Linked DNA regions of Macaca mulatta: region 2 is linked to region 1. A link is a contact called in public Hi-C data. All regions are on one chromosome and are shown on one strand. Each heading gives the region's core, a stretch centred on a gene start, on an enhancer-like site or on the middle of the called end of the contact. The rest is flanking DNA. Distances are from core to core; before and after follow the strand shown. Region 1 overlaps EFR3B (EFR3 homolog B). Region 2 has its middle 13 kb from the start of DNAJC27.

Region 1 (6,873 bases), core at 3,051-5,550:
GAAATAAAAGAGATGACGTGTGTACAAGTCTTAGGGTAGTACCAGACATTATATAAGCTTCTAGGCCAGGCGGGGTGGCTCACGACTGTAATCCCAGCACTTTGGGAGGCCAAGGCAAGAGGATCACTTGAGGTCAGGAGTTCAAGACCAGCCTGGCCAGCATGGCAAAACCCCGTCTCTACTAAAAATACAAAATTAGTCAGGCATCGTGGCTGTAGTCCCAGCTATTAGGGAGGCTGAGTGGGGAGAACCACTTGAACCCAGGAGGCAGAGGTTGCAGTGAGCCAAGATCACACCACTGCACTCCAGCCTGGGTAACAGAGCGAGACCCTGTCTCAAAAAAAAAAAAAAAAAAAAAAAAAAATTGCTTCTAAAATGTTCATAGCCATTAGCTCACAAACTCCCAAACCAGTGAACATAAAGTTTGGCCATTCATTCTCCTGAGGTACATCTGAGTCTACACAGTCACTACATCCTGGGGACAAAGTCTGTGTTTGTTTCTTTCTCTTTGTTATTGGCTTCTTTTTTTCACTGTTTCTTTTATTCTAAAATGCAGGCACTCTTACACACACGGGGAGTCTTAATCTGCCTCATCATATTCGAAGTAGACATAGTACAGATTTTTGAAACTTTAAAAGAACCTTAGTGACAACCGGGCTGCTTACTTTGCACATGGGAAAACCAAAACATAAAAAGAAGTTAAATGTCTCATTCAAAATCCACACCTCCAGTTAAGAGCTAGATCTGCATTTAGAACCTGCTACAGCTGTGTGTCTCCTCTGAGTGGACAGACATCCTGACTGGACCAGACTTTGCCTGTGTCGGTGGCTAAGGGCAGTGATGCACCCAACCTTAACTTCGGCCAAACCTGGTTCATGGCTTCAGCACCTCAAGTCTGTGTTCCAGCCTTGGGGGCTTATGAAGGCCAGGCAGCCGAAGGCCGACTTCAGCCTTCTTTCTGGAACTCTCCTGAATTTGCACGTAATCGATGATCTTCTGATCGCATGGATTACCATTGGATCCACCATTGTGTCTCTTCTGCATCACCACATCAGGCATGCCAGCAATGTCACTTAGATTTATTGCTGATATCAGAATATTCTCTCCCAAATATATGAATCCATTTTAGATGTAGCTTGGAAGGAAGGATCTCCTTATTTGCTTATATGTTGGGATTCTCTCAGTCAACAGAAAATAGCTGTTTTATTTATTATTGTAAGAATAAAACACTACAATAATTAATGATGTTTGTGGAAGCTGCTAATTTTCATTCAGAAAAAGTTATTGACAACTTTTAAGTCGTTAAATACAGATACAAATTGACAATACTAAATATTATGAGAGTCCACTAACTAGATACTTTTGGGAAGAATACCATATCCTTTTTGATGCAACACATGTTTATAAAAATTAAATAATAATACAGGGCAGAATAATGGAGAATATATTGTATAGTAAATCTAACCTTTTTAGTTGTTTGGGGGTACTAGATTAATAACAGTAAACAAAACAACCTATACAGGCTGGGCGCGATGGCTGATGCCTATAATCCTAGCACTATGGGAGGCCAAGGTGGGTGGATCACCTGAGGGCAGGAGTTCAAGACCAGCCTGACCAACATAGTGAAACCCCATCTCTACAAAAAATAAAAATTAGCTGGGCATGATGGCAGGTGCCTGTAATCCTAGCTAGTTAGGAGGCTGAGGCAGGAGAATCGCTTGAAACCGAGAGGAGGAAGTTGCAGTGAGCCGAGATTGTGCCATTGCATGCCAGCCTGGGCAACAGAGTAAGACTTCATCTCAAAAAAAAAAAAAAAAAAAAAAAAAAGCCCTGGCCGGGCACAGTGGCTCACACCTGTAATCCCAGCACTTTGGGAGGCTGAGGTGGGCAGATCACGAGGTTAAGAGATCGAGACCATCCTGGCCAACATGGTGAAACCCCATCTCTACGAAAAATACAAAAATTAGCTGGGCGTGGTGGCGCACTCCTGTAGACCCAGCTACCCGGGAGACTGAGGCAAGAGAATCGCTTGAACCCGGGAGGTAGAGGTTGTAGTGAGCCAAGATCGCGCCACAGCATTCCAGTCTGGCGACAGAGCAAGACTCCATCTCAAAAACAGCAACAACAACAACAACAAAAACCCCATAAGAATCATATTAAATATTTAGTAATTTAACTTCATTTAGTTCATGATTGTTGTTTCTCTGCAGGACTCAGTTGAAATTAAGTCCCTATTTAGAATTGCAAATGTGCAGCATCCTGGTGCAGAAGGAATCTAGCTGCCCAGGATGCCTATCAAGACCTACTGAACTGAAATGGCAAACTCAAAAAATGGACTCCATTTTTGTTGTTATTGTTGTTTTTGTTTGTTTTTGTCTGAGATGGAGTCTCGCTCTATCGCCCAGGCTGGGGTGCAGTGGTGCAATCTCGGCTCACTACAACCTCCACCTCCCAGGTTCAAGTGATTCTCTTGCCTCAGCCTCCCAAAGTAGCTGGGACTACAGGCACCTGCCACCGTGCCTGGGTAATTTTGTATTTTTAGTAGAGACAGGGTCTCACCATGTTGGCCAGGTGGTCTTGAACTCCTGACCTCAAATGATCCACCCACCTCAGCCTCCCAAAGTGCTGGGATTACAGACATGAGCCACTGTACCTGACCAAATTCCAGTTTCTAACAATAAAGTGTAATTACATTTTTAAGTCAAATTTTAGATTTGTTCTTGTGTCCTCGAATTCATTGAGGGTGGTGCTGCTGCTTCATCGCTGGCTTTCACTCAGGTTCCGTGTTATTCCTAACAGCCTCCCTACCCCGTTGTGTTTGCACAGTTCTGGATGGAGGGGTGAGGGCAGGTGCTTCCGTGAACCCCTTCATGTTCCCTTCTCTTCCATCCTCTGCTCCCACAGCAGGGTAGGCCTGAGAAGGGCCAAGGTTTCCAATTTTGTTGTGCAACGGGAGAGGTGAGCAGGATTGGGAACTTATTTCCCCAGCGTGCTCTGCGAGGCTGGCCAAGCTGGCTCCAGGATGCGTGGTTCCCATGGCTTGACCATGGCAGGGGGTCTGGGGATGCCCAGCAGTGAGGAGCACAGTGGGTCACCTCTCTCGTGTTTTTATCTGCTTCCTCCCTGATAGTTTGTGAAGTTTGCCAACATCGAGGAGGACACCCCATCCTATCACCGGAGCTATGACTTCTTTGTGTCCCGATTCAGTGAAATGTGCCACTCAAGCCACGATGACTTAGAAATCAAGACTAAGTGAGTAGGGGAAGGCAAGGGTGGGTGGTTCAGCTCACAGCAGAAGCAAAGGTGGGTCCTGTAGATAACTTCCAACCTGCTATTGTGTGTCTGCTTTTGTTAGTGTCTGTGTCTGCTCTGATGTTGCTGGGCAGACAGGCAGCACCCAGCTCCCTACATGTGGTTTCTCCTTTTTTTTTTTTAAGACCGAGTTTCACTCTGTTGCCCAGGCTGGAGTGCAGTGGCGCAGTCTTGGCTAACTGCAACCTCCGCCTCCCAGGTTCAAGTGATTCAGAGACTTCATGGGGCTCTTGGTCATGGGTAGATCTCCACTGTGCCCATTAAGAGGAGTAGTAAGGGCCAGGTGTGGTGGCTCATGCCTGTATTCCCAGCACTTTGGGAGACTGAGGCAGGTGGATTACTTGAGGTCAGGAGTTCAAGACCAGCCTGGCCAACATGGCGAAACCCCATCTCTATTAAAAATACAAAAAATTAGCCAGGCATGGTGGCACGCAACTGTCATCCCAGCTACTCGGGTGGCTGAGGCACAAGAATTGCTTGAATCCGGGAGGTGGAAGTTGCAGTGAGCTGAGATTGCGCCACTGCACTCCAGCCTGGGCAACAGAGTGAGACTCTGTCTCGAAAAATAAGTAAATAAATAAATAGGAAGAGTAAGAAGTTCCTCCTCCCCCAGGCCTGATCTTTCTGAACTTCTTTTGAAAGGCATGGTCAGCTCTGGGTGTCACAGAATGAATCATGTGCATTTGTGGAAGGGATTCTGAGGAGACTGAAAGAGTGCAAAGTAGGAAAAGAAGAAAAATTAATTCACATGTACACATAAGGGAGCCCTGGGTAGAATTTTTTCTGCCAACCAGGCCTTGTTTCCTGCCAGCCAGGCCCCCTTGGGTGGGACAAACGAGTCCAGCACGCCGGGGATATGTTGTCCTTTGGGGAGTGCCTTTTTAAACTGAAACCAAGAAAAGTCAGCAAGACAGTATTCCTGGTCGTTCATTCCCAAGTCCAGACAGCTGCCAGCTCAGGGTCTTGAACGTGGTCAGGGTCAGGTCAGCGTGGCCAGGTACTTCCGGGGAATCCTTGCCCATTGCCAGTGGCCCTAAAGGCTTCTGGGCCAGGGTATCCTGGTGTTCGTAGGCTCCTGCCACCTCCAGTCACAGTTCCTTGGTAAGGCCCAGGGTAGCACCCTGGCAACCCCAGTTAAAACTGAAGTTAAAAATGCAACTGGCAACTCAACCTTGAGAAAAACTGCTCATCTCCAAAAATCACAAAAGGATGTGAATTGAAATAGCTACAAAATGTGAGGATTTTTTGGACTCATAAAATTAGAACAGATGTTTAAAATAAGATCCTCAATACCGCCGCAGGCACCGTGAGAGTGGCATTCTCCTGCGGCTTGCGCATGGGCAGGGGGTGGGGCAGTTTTTTTGGCAAATCGGGAGCCTTTTGTTTCTTTTTTTGAGACAGAGTCTCACTCTTTCATCCAGGCTGGAGTGCGGTGGCATGATCTCACATAATCTCAGCTCACTGCAACCTTCGCCTCCCAGGCTCAATCTGTCCTTCCACCCCAGCCTCCTAAGTATCTGTGACTACAGGTGCACACCACCACACCTGGCTAATTTCTTTCTTTTTTTTTTCCCCTCTTTTTTTTTTTTTTTTTGAGACAGGATCTTACTCTGTCGCCTAGGCAGGAGTGCAGTGGCACGATCTCAGCTCCTGCAACCTCTGCCTCCTGGGTTCAAGTGATTCTCTCATCTCAACCTCTCGAGTAAATGGGATTACAGGGGCCTGCCACCATGCCCGGCCAATTTTGTATTTTTAGTATAGATGGGGTTTCACCATGTTGACCAGGCTGGTCTCGAACTCCTGACCTCAGGTGATCCACCCGCCTCAGCCTCCCAAAGTGCTGGGATTACAGGTGTGAACCACCGCGCCCGGCCTAATGTTTTAATTTTTTGTAGAGATGAGGTTTTGCCATGTTGCCCACGCTGGTCTCGAACTCCTGAGCTCAAGCTATATACACTGGCCTCGGCCTCCCAAAGTGCTGGGGTTACAGGTGTGAGCCACTGTATCTGGCTGCCTTTTATTTCTTACCTTTTGACTCAGTGATTCCAGTCATGGCAATGACTTGAAATGTAGTAAAATATTTTATACAATGATGTCCATCACAGCATTATTATAAAAGTGAAACGTTTGGCCAGGCACGGTGACTCATGCCTGTAATCCTAGCATTTTGGGAGGCCGAGGCGGGTGGATCACGAGGTAAGGAGTTCGAGACCAACCTGATCAACATGGTGAAACCCTGTGTCTACTAGAAATACAAAAATTAGCCAGGCGTGGTGGCACATGCCTGTAATCCCAGCTACTCAGGAGGCCGAGGCAGAAGAATCCATTGAAACTGAGAGGCAGAGGTTGCAGTGAGCCGAGATCGCGCCACTGCACTCCAGCCTGAGACAGAGCCAGACTCCATCTCAAAAAAAAAAAAAAAAAGCAAAACGTTTGGAAACAACTTAAATGACTACTAGTCACTAGTTGAGAAAGGCCTTATGATAGTGTATCAGGCAACCATTCGACATGTTTATGAAGAGTTAATGACACAGGAAAATGCACAGAATGTATGTAAAAAAAGCCGTTTGTTACAGATCAAATATGCAATAGGTTCTTAATTCTGTTATCTATTATGCACAGAAGAAAGGAATTACATCAAAATGCCAGTAACAGTTATCTCTGATAACAAAGATAACAGTGGTAGTGGTGGTGGAAGTGGTAAATCTTCTCTTCTCTCTACTTTTCTATGATTAGCATGTATTATTTTATAACCAGAAAAAAGGCTTTATAAAAAAGAAAGGAAGAAAGAAACTTCAGGCTGAAATAAATGGCCAGTAAAGAGGGCTCCCTCCCACAGGGCTGTGCTGACCCTGGGTTAGCGTAGCAGAGACTGGGGGTGTACAAAAGGGGCTCCTGCTGTGCTGTTACTCAGTTTCCCCTCTGGTTAAGCCCCAAGCTGAAACCCCTTTGTGCCCCAGAGAGCCTGCAGCTCTGTGCCTCGCCTTCTGGATCCGCCTCCCACTGCCCCCGCAAATTGCTCACAGTCTTGGATTCTGCTTCATCAGTTCTTGGTAGCATTTTGAGTTTCACATCTTGGGCCCAAGCTGGAACAACCCCAGCTAAGTACTAAAGACGGGGAGCTGGAGCACCCAGCACCCTAGGGCTGGAGCCCAGATGGTACCAAGGCAAGGGCAGCCTGGGAGTCTCCAAGATGAATCAAAAGACATGGCTTCCTGGGCTCACGTCTGCCAGCACCAGGAGGTCCCATGAGAGTAGCAGGTGATCTCCATTCTGCCTTCTGATGGACAAATGTATCCCTGACCCCCAAGCTGCGCTCCTCTCTTAACCACCGAAGCTGGACTTCTCAGGACTGGAGGACTTCCGAGTCCCACTTCACCCTTTTCCTTACAGAATTCGAATGTCAGGCATCAAAGGCCTACAAGGGGTGGTGAGGAAGACGGTGAATGATGAACTGCAGGCCAATATCTGGGACCCACAGCACATGGACAAGATCGTCCCATCGCTGCTTTTCAATCTGCAGCATGTAGAGGAGGCAGAGAGGTAAGCAGGCCAGGGTGG
Region 2 (6,873 bases), core at 2,120-4,619, 150 kb before region 1:
GGATTGAGCCATCTTGAAAGTGCCAAGACAATGAAGCAAAGATGCCAACAAGCAGTGGAATGTAGCAATAAGGAACACATAACAAGTGATATTCAGTAATATGGACAGGTAGAAAATTGTCATTAACCCCGCCAAGAAATTTGAGCTCAGAGCAAGGTGCCAATTTCTTAGGAGACATCCTGCGGTACCTAGCAGGTTACTAGAAGTGCTCAAATGCTATCTTCCTTCTGTTCTTTGAATGCCAAGTTCACTTGCAGCTCATGGCCTTTGTATATAGGCCTCTGCCTAAAACACCGTTCTCTAGATCTTGAGGTTCTCCAGCCATACTGGTTTGGCTCCTCATGGAGAGGAGATTTTGGCACAAACCAGTATTTCCACCTACATATCTAGTTGCAGTTAATGGCACCCAATTGCCTAATAAAAATGTAGGGCAGGGGAGGGGAGGGAAGGGAAGGAGAGGGAGAAGGGAAAGGAAAGAAAATAAAGGAGGGAAATCTTTAGAGCTATGGCACAGGGCTCTACTTTTTAACCCAGCTCTCTTTAACAATTTGGGTAAATATATAGGAGAGATATATTAAAAAGTTGTGAACTGGCCAGGTGCAATGGCTCACACCTGTAATCCCAGCACTTTGGGAGGCCGAGGTTGGTGTATTGCTTAAGGTCGGGAGTTCAAGACCAGCCTGGGCAACATAATGAGATAATCTCTACCAAAAAATACAAAAATTATCCAAGTGTGGTGGCAGGCACTTGTAGTCCCAGCTGGTCTGGGGACAGAGGTGGGAGGATTCCTTGAACCCGGGGGGCAGAGTTTGCAATGGGCTGGGATCGAGCCATTGCACTCCAGCCTGGGTGAAAGAACGAGACCTTGTCTCAAAAAAAAAGTTGTGGATAACAATTCAAAATTGCGAACAATGTTGGTTTTTGTTTTACCTTTTTAGGCACAGGGTCTTGCTCAGTCACCCAGGGTAGATTGTGGTGGTATGATCACACCTCACTATAGCCTCAACCTCTTAGGCTCAAGGAATCCTCCCAGCTGAGTCTCCCAAGTAGCTGGGACTACAGGCACATGCCACCATGCCAGGCTAATTTTGTTTTATTTTTTGCAGAGACGAGGCCTCGCTATGTTGACCAGGCTGGTCTTGAACTCTTGGCCTCGAGTTGTCCTCCTGCCTCAGCCTCCCAAAGTGCTGGGATTATAGGCATGAGCTACCACATCTAGCCAACAATGTTGCTTATAATGGACAACTGAAATAAGTTGTTGTTGTTGTTTGAGATGGAGTCTTACTCTGTCACCCAGGCTGGAGTGTAGTGGCATGATCTCGGCTTGCTGCAACCTCTGCCTCCCGGGTTCAAGTGATTCTCCTGCCTTAGCCTTCCGAGTAGCTGGGACTACAGGCGTGTGCCACCACACCCGTTTAATTTTTAAATTTTTAATAGAGACTGGGTTTCACTATGTTGGCCAGGCCCGTGTTGGAACTCCTGACCTCTGGTGATCCACCTGCCTTGGCCTCCCAAAGTGCTGGGATTACAGGCATGAGCCACCATGCCAGGCCCTGAAAGAATATTTTAAATGATCAGTCTGCTGCTGATTGATTATGCATATTGGCAGCTTAACTCAATTTTAACATTTTGCAGTAAAAGTCCATCAGCATTACTTATATAGTACTCACATTTCTAAGAGGTATATACCTAGGAGTTGAATTGCTTTGTCATAGAGTACGTCTGTTCAGCTTTGGTTGGTACTGCCAAACAGTGTTCCAAAGTGGCTGTCAATTTACACTCCCACCAACAGTGAATGAGAGTTCCAGCTGTTCCAAATTTTCATTGGCCCCTCAATTTTGCTAGTCTTTTAATTTTAGCCTTCCTTAGACATTTGTAGTAGTATCTAATTGTAGTTTTAATTTGCATTTTCCTGGTGACTAATGAGGTTGAGTGCCTTTTCGTATTTTTAAAGGTCGTTTCTTCTTATATGAATTACCTGTTGCCTGGCACAATAGCTCAAACCTGTAATCCCAGCACTTTGGGAGGCCAAGACGGGCAGGATCACTTGAGCCCAGGAGTTCAAGACCAGCCTGGGCAACATTAGGGAGACCCTGTCTCTACAAAAATTAGCTGGACATGGTGGCGCGGGCCCGTGAGCCCAGCTACTTGGGAGGCTGAGGCGGGAGGATCACCTGAGCCCAGGAGGTTGAGGCTGCAATGAGCCGTGATTCCACCACTGCACCCCAGCCTGGGTGACAGAGACAGACCCTGTCTCAAAAAAAAAAAAAAAAAAAAAGTACCTGTTCAATTATCTAATGTTTTATTGAGTTGCTTATTTTTTCTTATTGATTTGTAAAAATCTTTATGTATTCTACATATATATTCTTTATCTATATTCTTTATCAGATATATACACTTTGCACCAGAATATTTGTAGCACTACTATTAGTAATGGTAAAAAACTGGAAACAACTCATTTATCCGGCAGTGGAGGAGTGGATAAATAGTGGTATATTCGTCCAGTAGAATACTAAATATGCTATACAATGCTATGCTACTGCTATGAATCTCACAGATGTAATGATGAGTTAAAGAAGCTAGGCACAAAAGAGTATTACTGTATGATTCCAATCATATAAAGTTCAAACCAGATCAAACTAATCAATGAGCAAGGAGTCAGGATTCTGGTTATATTCGGGGATAATGATGGAAGAGGGCTATAAGGAGGGTGTCTGGGTGCAGGTCATGTTCTAGATCTTGATCTGAGTGGGGGTTACATAGGCGTATTCACTTCATGAGAATTCAGAGGGCTGCACATTAATGATCTGTATAATGCTCTTCTATAGTATGTCACACTTCAAAAAAGTTTATAGAAACAGTTCCTTCCTAATTTTCACAGGGCCTAGGAGCTAAATACGCAGCCCCAGCCTGATGTTTTCTCTGCTCAGGGTTTCTTGTGCTGTGCCTGTGATAGCTCTTGGTGTCCATGGAAACCAGACGGAGACAGCATGGTGGGGAAACAAGCCAAAGGGAAACTGGATCCGTGAAGCTTCGCGCATGCGACAGAGGAACAGACCCCCGCTCCCGCACCCCTCACGAGTCTTCCCTTCCTCTACTCTCAGATCTCAGTCGGCTATAGCCAGTTCCCTGCCACCATGACTGTCCACCTAGGACAACTCTGGCTGCTGCTTGTCATAATTTACACCCATAACTGCTTCCAGCCCACCTTCTCCGTCCCTGGCTTTCACATTCCCCAACCCAGCGCGAAAGCTGGCCTGGCAGGGACTGAAAACAAACAAACAAAAAAGGCCTTCCTTGGATCAGGAGACACTAATGCCTCATTAACCTTACTGAGGGCATAAGCCCAAAAAGGCCTTTTAGTATCCATGGTGAATGTTACAGACTCCGTGCGTAAGAGCATAAGCTCTTTACTCACTGTAGTGTTCTCCGTATCCTTGCTCCAAGCTTATGAATCCCTATTTTAAACAGAGTTGTATCACCTTGTTATCTGATTTTTTAGGTCTGCAAAAACACAGGGTAGAAGTGAGTGGGTGAAATTCTCCCAAGGGTGCCCACGTGCCTGGCTTTGTTAAGTTTGGGAATTATTCTGGATATATCTGGGTACAAATGTGCATATGCAAGCATATGTGTGGGGTCTCTGGGTATACTCATGTGTTGGTTATAATGACTGTGTGTGAGAGAGTGTGTGCATTAGCATCTACTGCATCTGTTGGCTTTGTGTGTGCATATTGAATGTGTGCTATATGAGGACGTTTGTGAATGAATTTGTCGTTTTGTGGGTTTATATGTGTATATGTGATCAGATATAAAATATGTAAATGAGAATTTACACTTTTTTGACTCTGTAGGAAATATGACAGAGCATTCGTAGGGCTGCTTATAAGTTTATGTCTTCAAGCTAAACTGTAAGTTTGTATGTGGATTTATATAGGGATAGCTCTAGGGAAAGTTTCCAAGTCATATGGTTGAACCATATGGCATTGCCATTTTTGTGGGCTAAAAATGGTTAAATATTCTATACTTTTTGTATGATTCAAATTAATGGGTGTGTATGTACATGTGTATACACACATACATAAATTCAAATTAGCATAGCCCCTGCACCAATTAGTAATGCTATCAGAGCTAAGAAGATGACCACCATGAGCATGAGATCCGAGAAGAAACTTAACATAGACATTGAGGGAAAGATAAGATACAGAAAGAATAATGAATAATGGAACAGAAAGTTGCAAAAGGGAAATAGTGGGAAACGAGGTTGAACGTTCCTTAGCCGGGAAAGCCTTCTCTGACACTTGTTTTGTATCCACGCACCCCAAGTTTGGCTCTGCCTCGAGCTTGTACAACCCCCATGCAGTGACTCTATGACAACACTTGTCACCCTGAACTGTAATTGTTCATCTAATTGGCTGTCTTCCCCACCAGGCAGCAAGTTCACTGAGAGCAATGACTGTCTCTGTAGTTCACTTATATTCCCAACACTTAGGACAAAGCTTGGTACAGAATGGAAACTTAGCTAGCATTTGTTGAAGAAACGGATGGCTGAAAGCCAGGTCTTCTGATAAAGCAGTACATTGTCAGGCTAAGGAGTGCAACTTGTTCTGGTCAGTGCATGTGACTGTCAGTTCTTTGGCAACTGACAGACATTTTGGAGAGTCAATTAACATGCACAAAACATCATTTAAAAATACTAATTTAGGAGTGGTATCAATAATACACAGAAGTAGGTCAGGTGAGGTGGCTCACATCTGTAATCCCAGCATTTTTAGAAGGCTGAGGCAGGATCGCTTGAGACTAGGAGTTCAGGACCAGCTTGGGTAAGATAGAGAGACCCTGTCTCTTAAAAAAATAAAAATTAAAAAAAGGCCAGGTGTGGTGGCTCATACCTGTAATCCTGGAACTTTGGAAGGCTGAGGTAGGAGGATCACTTGAGCCCAGGAATTCAAGATCAGCTTGGGCAACACAGGGAGACCCCATCTCTACAAAAAAATAAAAAAATTAGCCTAGGCATGATGGCTCACACCTGTAATCCCAGCACTTTGGGATGCTGAGGTGGGTGGATCACTTGAAGTCAGGAGTTTGAGACTGGCCTGGCCCAAATGACAAAACCGTCTCTACTAAAAAAATAAATACAAAAAGTAGCCAGGTATGGTGGTGGGGCAGAACAAGCCACCCTATCCACTTGTGCATGCCTGTAATCCCAGCTACTCAGGAGGCTGAGGCATGAGAATAGCTTGAACCTGGGAGGTGGATGTTGCAAAGAGCCGAGATCGCACCACTGCACTCCAGCCTGAGCAACAGAGGGAGACTTTGTCTCAAAAAAAAAAAAAGCCCGGGATGGTGGAACACATGTGTAATCTCAGCCACTGAGGAGGCTGAGGTGGGAGGATCGCTTGAGCCAGGAAGGTTGAGGCTGCAGTGAACTGAGATCACACTACCGCACTCCACCCTGGCTGCCAGAGTGAGACCCTGTCTAAAAAAAAAAAAAAAAAAAAGGAAACAAAACAAAAGAAAAAATGGAATAGAAAGAAGTAGATTATGGTTAGCCATTAGAAGCCCAGTAGTTCCTAGGCATGTGGTAATAAATACCTAGATGACAATGGCAATAGGAATGGACAGCAAGGGAGAGATGAAAAAACTACAATAGGAACAGCTTCTTGGTGACTGCTAGGTGTGGAGCAAACTGAGAAAGTGGAGTGAAGGCTGACCCCAAGTTCTGGAACCTGAGTGGCTGAAATGATGACAGTCACTCTGACAGAAATAAGGAGACCCCAAAGGAGAGCTATTAAAACAAGATCTGTTTTGAACATGTTGTAATTTTGGATATTGATATGGTTTGGCTGTGTCCCCATCCAAATCTTATCTTGAATTGTAATCCCCATAATCCCCATGTGTTGTGGGAGGGACTCGGTGGGAGGTAATTGAATCATGGGGGCGGTTTTCCCCATGTTGTTCTCGTGATAGTGAGTTATCACAAGATCCTGATCATTTTCCCCTTCTGCAAGATATCACACTGGTCCATTACATTGATGACATTGTGCTGATTGGATCCAGTGAGCAAGAAATAGCAAGCACACTGGACTGATTGGTGGATCATTTGAGTATCCATGGTGAATGTTATAGACTCTGTGCATAAGAGCATAGACTACCACCTGTGGACTCATGGAATGCCTTATCCACCGTCATGGTATTCCACACAGCCCTGCCTCTGACCAAGGCACTTTATGATTGAAGAAATGCAGCGGTGGGCTCATGCTAATGGAATTTGGTGATCTTACCATGTTACCCATCATCCTGAAGTAGCTGGATTAATAGAGCAGTGGAGTAGCCTTTTGAAGTCACAATTACAACGCCAACTACGTGACAATACTTTGCAGGGCTGGGGCAAAGTTCCCCAGAAGGCTGTATACGTCCCAAATCAGCTTCCAATATGTGGTACTGTTTTTCCCATAGCCAGGATTCGTGGGTCCAGGAATCAAGGGGTGGAAGTGGAAGTGGCACCACTCACCATCACCCCTAGTGACCTACTAGCAAAATTTTTGCTTCCTGTTGCAGCTATATTACGTTCTGCTGGCCTAGAGGTCTTAGTTCCAGTGGGAGGAATGCTGCCACCAGGAGACACAGCAATTATTCCATTAAACTGGAAGTTAAGATTGCCACTGGCCACTTTGGGCTCCTCCTGCCTCTTAACAGGCTAAGAAGGGAGTTACAGTGCTGGCTAAGGTGATTGACCCAAACTATCAAGATGAAATCAGTCTGCTACTCCACAATGGAAGTAAGGAAGAGTATGCATGGAATACAGGAGATCCCTTAGGGTGTCTCTTAGTATTACCATGCCCTATGATTAAGGTCAATCAGAAACTACAACAA

The links. A called contact is a pair of places that touch in the nucleus more often than the background predicts.
Region 2: a contact with region 1 is called in a Hi-C map of fibroblasts, with 2.8 times the contacts expected there. The contact joins two enhancer-like sites. A contact is called at or near these places in 4 of 14 Hi-C or Micro-C datasets (fetal cortex germinal zone, fetal cortical plate, fibroblasts and 1 more).

What each region holds. Positions count from the first base shown.
Region 1 is chr13:99,884,173-99,891,045 of T2T-MMU8v2.0, reverse strand. EFR3B (EFR3 homolog B) reads left to right here. Exons shown (of 23, transcript XR_013402981.1): 4 at 3,131-3,252; 5 at 6,706-6,855. Among named protein-coding and RNA genes, the nearest start is that of POMC, 44 kb to the right of the region's middle. Within about 2 kb of position 4,300, at least 2 of the 40 cell types and tissues checked have an H3K27ac peak or open chromatin away from gene starts, as enhancers often do.
Region 2 is chr13:100,029,782-100,036,654 of T2T-MMU8v2.0, reverse strand. No RefSeq gene overlaps it. Among named protein-coding and RNA genes, the nearest start is that of DNAJC27, 13 kb to the left of the region's middle. Within about 2 kb of position 3,369, at least 14 of the 40 cell types and tissues checked have an H3K27ac peak or open chromatin away from gene starts, as enhancers often do.